Linked DNA regions of Bombyx mori: region 2 is linked to region 1. A link is a contact called in public Hi-C data. All regions are on one chromosome and are shown on one strand. Each heading gives the region's core, a stretch centred on a gene start, on an enhancer-like site or on the middle of the called end of the contact. The rest is flanking DNA. Distances are from core to core; before and after follow the strand shown. Region 1 holds the start of LOC733017 (NADH dehydrogenase). Region 2 holds the start of LOC101738470 (protein lin-37 homolog).

What was found. A called contact is a pair of places that touch in the nucleus more often than the background predicts.
Region 2: a Hi-C map of whole pupa shows a contact between it and region 1, with 2.5 times the contacts expected there. The contact joins the promoter of LOC101738470 here to the promoter of LOC733017 in region 1. A contact is called at or near these places in 4 of 7 Hi-C or Micro-C datasets (middle silk gland, posterior silk gland and whole pupa).

What each region holds. Positions count from the first base shown.
Region 1 is chr8:14,895,761-14,899,673 of ASM3026992v2, forward strand. LOC733017 (NADH dehydrogenase) reads right to left here and starts at 1,698. Exons shown (of 3, transcript NM_001110314.1): 1 at 1,479-1,698; 2 at 1,181-1,294; 3 at 467-928. The coding sequence starts at 1,646. The coding sequence ends at 749. LOC101743873 (protein HID1) reads left to right here and starts at 2,525. Exons shown (of 17, transcript XM_012697981.4): 1 at 2,525-2,685; 2 at 2,761-2,974; 3 at 3,229-3,374; 4 at 3,829-3,882. The coding sequence starts at 2,620.
Region 2 is chr8:15,047,939-15,051,840 of ASM3026992v2, forward strand. It overlaps LOC101738470 (protein lin-37 homolog), which reads right to left and starts at 1,812. Exons shown (of 6, transcript XM_004923608.3): 1 at 1,569-1,812; 2 at 1,001-1,109; 3 at 1-10. The coding sequence starts at 1,650. It overlaps wibg (Wibg protein), which reads left to right and starts at 2,233. Exons shown (of 3, transcript NM_001046823.1): 1 at 2,233-2,396; 2 at 2,746-3,015. The coding sequence starts at 2,360.

The DNA.
Region 1 (3,913 bases), core at 448-2,947:
TTTAATGAAAATTTTGTCTTTCAAGAGTACTAGCATGCTTAAGTTTATTGTTTGAGTGACTTCCTGAGTTCACCTGGCTTTTCTGGAAAAACAGGATCACTGCTCCAGGCATGTTAGCAATTGCCAATATTCTGGCAAGAGGAAGGCAATGTTATCAAGTATGCACTGCTGTCCTTCATGTCATGTCCCATCATAATCACCCAACATCTTTCTTCAAACAAGGTTTGAAATAAGTTCTTATTTAGTAGCTTTATGTGTGTCATTGTCAAGATCCATTAGTAATGGTAGCCACTTACCATCATATAGGACATAGCCCACCTTGAAATACAAAATACTCCAGCAGTTTTGAAAATCAATAAAAATTAATGACAAATAATAGTACAGATTTAAGGCATTTTCTCTTTTAAAAAAAAGGGACTCTCGAGTCAAATGCTTATTTAGCATGAATTATGAATGAAATAAAATGTGATCTATTTACTATTTTATTATCAGATAATGTACCACCAGATCAAATGAAATACAAATGATCTATTCTAACAGGCATATAATTAAAAACAAAACTTACACTTTTTACACAATGGTCTGAAGTGCACTGATAACGTTTGTGTAAAATTAAAACAAAAGTTGTCTAATCACTAAACAATACTTTTAGGCCAGTTGTAAATTAAGAAAATGCAATTTTGTGTTTGGTTTGTTATCGTTTCAAAAATACAACTGGTCCAAAATTATGAAGTTTATATTTTTTTTATTATTCATAAATATCTTCCTTGTCAGCAATGTATTGGACAATGTCTTTTGGTCTGACCAGTCTCTCTGCATCACCATCCGGTATCTCAAATCCAAATTCATCTTCCATTGCCATTATGACCTCAACATGGTCCAGTGAGTCAAGACCCAGATCATTCATGAAGTGGCTATCTACAGTCAACTGAAAAATAAGAGAAAAATTATTTTATATTTCTTTATCTTAGAATAAAACTTTATGCCCCACCAGTTTTGCACTGACTGTAATAAAATTTCCACAATCTAACCTGTTCAGGGTTAATTTTGTCATAAAGTTGAAGTACAAGCAGTACTCTACTTTTTATAAGGTCTAAGGTGAGGGGAGGGCCACCGCTGTACTTGCGGATACCATGTTTCTCGTTCTGAAACAAAATATTTCTAAATGAATATTATGTACCTGACTAGCACTGAGTTTGTCGTAAGCCTTGCACACTTTCAGGACTCGCTCCTCGATTTCCTGAACCGAAAGCTTAGACTGCACGCCTGTCGAGTACCGATGTGATTGTGGTACCTAAACAGTTCGAGTTATCACTGTAATTTTGTTATGCAATAATAATTGAGGTTATATTGATTTTGTTTAAAACAGACTCGAGAAATTTATAATAATATAATGTTAAGGAAATATTTCATTGTAATATAATGATCACTATACGGCCCAAAATGCATTTTATTATATCAGTAGATAAGAGTCTTACCCCATTCTGAAGGGCCTGACTTTTGTATATTTTGACAGCGGCTTTAATTGTGCTGAACTTTTGCTGCAACGCAACGGTCGAAAGACGACATGTTACGGACGTTCTATACGTTGTTGATCTCCGTAATAGACCACCGAAAGCACTTCGGAAAATATTCGCAGCAGCCATTTCTTCAAGCTCACGAAATGCTTTATTTTCTTTCAGCAATTCTCTCTCATCGAATCCGAAAGCCTGGGTTGCCAAAACCTTTAATACAACTGCAATCGATAAACTGTGTCAGCTGTCACGTATAGGTACATAAAGAGCCAAAACATTTAGCTCAGACAGGTATTTATTTTTTTCAAAACAGAGTTAATTTAATTTATTGAAGTCGTCTTGGCCTAAGGTATAAGATGCCCGCGATGCATTCAAATGCCGCAGGTAGGTACCAGTTTTTCCAACGAAATATTTACTAAACAGTTAATTATTTACGATTGACTTCTACGGTGAAGGAATAACATCGTGTAATAAGAATCAAACCCGCATTTATAATTTGCGTAATTACTGGTGGTAGGACGCCTTGTGAGTCCTCACGGGTTGATACCACCACCCTACCTCTTTCTGCCATTAAGCAGTAGGTGTCATGATCAATCGATTCCGACCGAAAAATGGATTTGTCCTACTATCCCTACTATATAGGATGTCCCTACTATATAGGTATATGTAAAGGCGTTAGAACCAGCTAGGTACATATATTAATCAATTCATTCAACTCATTTCAAACAATGAAAGACATAAATGGATCCACATTACTTGGTGTTTGATGCTCAAAAACCTAAAAGAAATTTCGAACTTATTATGAAGACTGCTACTAAATTTTACATTTTCTTAAATTTTATCGACAATTTCATAAAATAATGTAATGATGTCATTTTTGATTACTGTTGATGGCTAGTTAATGTATTGACAAAATGAACGTGTAGATTCCATAGACCTATATAGTAGTAGATTCTAACTTAATTCATAGATAAGTCATTGAATATATAAGTCATAGATCTAAGTAAATACTCTGTGCCAAAAGTGACGTTTTTTAATTTATTGTTTTGTGTGAACGTATGTTGATATGAAGTTATTGTTTTCAAATTAAATAATAAAAGACAAGATGGGTAATGCTGACACAAAATTAAACTTTCGAAAGGCGGTTGTCCAGTTAACTTCAAAGTCGCAGGTAATTGAGCACCAATTCGAAGAAAAATAATGAAATAAAAATCAGTCTAGTTTCATCGATTTATGTATTTTGCAGCCTATAGATGCGTTGGACGATAGCTTCTGGGATCAGTTCTGGTCAGAGAGCGTAACCAACGTACAAGATGTATTCGCATTGGTTCCCGGTGCGGAGATACGTGCCTTGCGCGAGGAATCTCCTAATAATTTAGCAACGCTGGTTTACAAGGCTGTGGAAAAACTCGTCAAGGTCGTGGACAGCAGCTGTAGGACGCAGAGAGAACAGCTGATCGGTGAGAAATTTACTGAACACCTTTTTTGCCCAAAAAAGTATCACAATTGTTTCGTCCACTCTCAGGTCTACATCATCAAAATGCAGCTGAAAACAATATTTCTGTCTCAAGTTCTTTCTCAAAATAACAATTAAAAAATACTATAAAAATTTTGACCAAGACCATACCATACAGATTAGTAATACAATAGTTTGTAAAGAAAAAATCACTTTTTCTTTCTTTCAGCATTGAACTGTGCACTTTCTTTCTTTCAGCATTGAACTGTGCACGTCTTCTTACCAGAGTATTACCATATATGTTCGAGGAACCCGAGTGGCACAGCTTCTTTTGGTCATCGCTCCCGGCTGCAGCTGAGAATGACTCTGTACCATTAGCACAATCACTGATAAATGCCGTTTGTGTAAGGGAATGTTTGCTTTATTTTGCTAATTTTATAAGACCCTTGTAAGTATTTTCTGGTGTTAGTAGATATTTCAATCTCACATTCCCATTTATCTATATTTGGGTTTTAGTTAATAATAAACTACATAGCCCATTAAAACAGTAGAAAGATAAAAATAGTGGATTAGTAGGAATACTACACTTAGGAAAATTTTGGTCATGTAAAGTAATCTGTACATGATCCTGGTACTTGGTACTTTAATTTGGTTGTGTGATGTTTAGTCAATCTACTAGCCTACTTATTACATAAAGTCTAGTGAGTTTATTCAGCATATCAAATAGAGTACATTTATCCATGAGGGGATATGAGAAACAATAAGTTGTCGGAAAGATGTCTGTCTGAGCTTATGGTCAAGCATAATCCATAACTACTTTACTAAATTTTTAGTAAATGATTCATCATCATCTTGCAGGATCTACTCTTCTGCCCAGACTTCACAGTAACGAGCACTAAAAGGGCAGGTCCAGTAAGTAAATGAAATTGCCTTATTATAATTT
Region 2 (3,902 bases), core at 562-3,061, 150 kb after region 1:
ATCTGATTGTCTGTGAAGGTGATTTCATATTCTGATTCTATCAATGTTTTAAATGAGAATGTTTGTGGGGATGGATAGACGTTTGTTAATCTTTGAAGTTAAAAGATTTTGATGTGACTTAACAATTTATAATCTTAATATATATAAATCATATGTTACATTGTTTGTCCGTGATAGACTCCTAAGCGACTTAACCGATTTTAAATTAAATTTGCACACCGTGTGCAGTTTGATCCAATTTGAAAGATAGGATGGTTTTTATTTCGATTAATGGTCGCAATATTTATTAATTAACAATAAAATGATTTCTTATGTTGATTTTTTTTATTAATTGAAGTTTCATAAATCTAAAACAGATGGCGCCTTAAATCGGTTGTCTGACATTATTATCTCATAGATGGCGCTATGTTAAAAATACCAAAGTTTCACATAAGCTACAATTTAATGGCACAAACACCACGTGTTGCTGAGGCTAAAGTTTAAGTAAAAATTATTTCGTAGTAAGCGCAATACAGTGAAATCCAATTGTTCTTACTTTGTCAATTTTTGATATTAGCATAGCCGGCCACGCGGCGTGTTATTTAGAAACAAAAACCTTAGCCACAGCAACGTGTGGCCGGGTCTGCTAGTAGCTTATATGTTAAAACCCTACATAGGCTATTGATGTTTACACAAATTTAGGTGTGAATACTGTAATGGTCTGTACTATATTGGTTAACTTTAGGAATCCTGTGTTACATTCATATACATTTATTCTGGTTATTAACCTGGCTAACTAAAATTGTCTTATAACAAAATCTAATTTTAGCTGGTCTACTTTTCTTCTGTTGTCATGATCTTAATCGTTGATGGTTGTGTCTAGTTTGATTTTTCATCAATCAACTATCATGACAAACTCCTCGAAGTCTCAATGGCCTCAGTCTTATTTATTAGCTTAAACTATATTAAATATAATGCAATTCTAGTTTAAAATGTATAATAGATATCTATGAATAAATACCTTCTTTTCCCTGGTGTAAGTTCAGTAGAGTCATCAGAATCCAATGCCGGTTCCAATATTTCCATTAACGCTCCCTGCAGCCTCCCTCGAGCAGTTGTCACCTCTTTTACTGTTTGTTTAAACAAAAAACATTAAAATATGTGATATACTATTTTCTTCAGTTTTTAAAAGATGTAATTGTAACTATTTTTTCGCTCTAATCACGCGTATCTTACTTTCACGACATTTTAAATACTTTGCATTTATCAGGATCTTCGACTACTAGCGTGTTAGTGATTTTATGATGACTGACATTATATATAATAAACTAGACGCGGGAATACAATAGATAATTATAGATACGAATCCGGTGTAAGCTTTGAATTTAAAACAGTTCAGCAAAAAAATTCGTTTTTAAATTAAGAATTTATATTCGATATTCAATATTCTGCATCTTTATTGAAGGAAACTCAAATCGAACATGGTCCTCCCCTAAGCTAAAAGTTTAACCACCAACCAACGAGACTACCATATCAGGAAAATTTTATATCCTACAATTGTGTATTAAAGTTCGTTATGTTGATCAAACCTTTATTAGAAATTTGAGGGAATTGCGTTATACTCTTTCCTTTGTTTTTGATTGGAGTGAAAATCCTTCTTCGTTTACGCATTTTTAAACCTGCTCCTTGAATCTATTTAAAATTAAAATAACTAAAATAATTAATCAAAACAAATGAGATGTGCACAGTATATTTAATTTGTTCTTTTTTAATTTGTATAAGGCCATTGGCTACTCTAACTTTGGGTCTACATTCGTGTTTTTTGTTGAATGCTGTTTTTTTTTTTGGAGAAATCTTGAAGTTACAAAAAGGATATAATATTATAGGATAAGTTAAAAAAGGTGACGATAGTGGATTTTAATATGTTTTTTTTTCATGTAAAAACTACTCATAAGTATTTAGACGAGAATTCTTGATATTTTCTCAAAAGTTAACTAAAATAGCAGTCAATTCTCATCTTACTAGCATACTATTTCCTTTAATTTTGTATCATATCATTTTATTTCAGATAAATTAATCTTATTTCTCATTTAACAAAGTATTTTAATGTATCTTTGAAATAATAAAATTAAACCATCAAACTCGACACGAGTAACGATGGCAGAGAAAGAAACCGAGTGCTATATATGTAAAAAGTAACAATCTATGGTCCCTCTGTTATGTGTCAAACAAAGCGGTTCAATATTTTATTTGTCAAAATAGTTTCTTGTGTGAATCTTGGTTTGACTGTGTAGAGTACCACGAAAATAGCTCATTATTTAAGAATACATTGCCGTGATTTATAAATGTTGAAATACAAATTGAAATCTTATGTATTATAATGTCAACACCAACGGCTTATGAGCACGACGCTGATGGTTAGTGTACAAAAAAATTCACGATTGAAGAATTTTCAAGCCTCACCGCTTTCTCTAGTAGTTTTCACATTAACCACGTTTCGTGTGATTGAAGATATTCGAATTAATTGATACAATACGATTTTTTTGTAAACATTAGAGTTTAACGTTTCACACAATAATTATAGGAAGAACTGTCCTTTAAATACTTGAATTTTTCATCCAAATATATTACCTATTATTGTTAATTAACAGTCTATTATATATTTCTAATCGAGCTTAACTTTTACTGATTTTCAAAGATAAAACTAATTACAAAAACTTTACAAAATTAATTTAAACTTAACTTTTAAAAATTTCAACATTCAAGGGAGTAAATTCATTCCTGCAACTCAAAGACCTGATGGAACCTGGCGCAAGCCGAGAAGAATAAAAGAAGGTTATGTACCTCAAGAAGAGGTACCGTTGTATGAAAGCAAAGGAAAACAGTTCAGGGCCAGGCAAAATGATGGACTTCCGGTTGGACTTACACCTGAGATTGTAGCTCAAGCACAAAAGAAGAAAGGTCAACGAAGCACTATCCAACCTATACCTGGAATGATTATAACTGTTGAAAAGAAGAAAAAGAAAAAGAAGACAGGTATAAAAAAAAACATTTTTTGTTGTTCCTGAAGCAAAATGGTACTTGGTGTAATATGTTATTACATCATCAAATGGTCATTGAGCTCATCTGCTTATCTATAGGGCTCATATATAATAAATGAAGCTTTGAGTCCTTACTGAATTAATATTTCATGAAAAAATTTAAGGTACTTTTCTGTGTGAGGTGACTTCTTTCTGGTCGTTCCCTCTATGCTGAGGATCATGACTGTATGTCAATCTCCTCCACTCGGTCCGGTTCTGCGCCATAAGTACCGCTTCCTGTATCTGGCCTCTAGTCACCTCCTTAAATTGGTCCACCCATCTAGCTGGTGCTCTTCCTCTAGCACGCTAGGTACTCTTAAATTACATAAAAGAAAATATTCCAGCACTTGCTAGATTCCTGCAGTAATATCACCCTGGCTATAGAAACTATCTAGAGCTTTGCTATATAATATTTTTAGAATAAAAAAACTTAAGGATGAAATGAGTAATAAATATGCTTTTTTTCTTATTTCGTTGGAAAAAATCATGCCCCACCTGGTGTTAAACGGTTACTGGAGCCCATAAACATCTACAACCTAAATACCACCAACCTTTTACAGTACAATGGCTGCCCCGCCCCACCTTTCAAAGCAAAATCTATTACTGCTTCACGACAAAAATAAACAGGGTGGTGTTATCTACCTGTGTACTCATGAGACGTCCTACCACCACTAATTATACAGATTATAATTTTATGGGTTTTATTTTTAATACACGATTTTACTCCATCACAGTGGAAGTCAATCATGAACATTTGTTATGTACTTATTTTACTAGAAAAAATGGTACCTGACTGCAGATTCCTACCCCATTGCATCGCTTGATACGAATGCACCGGGCTTC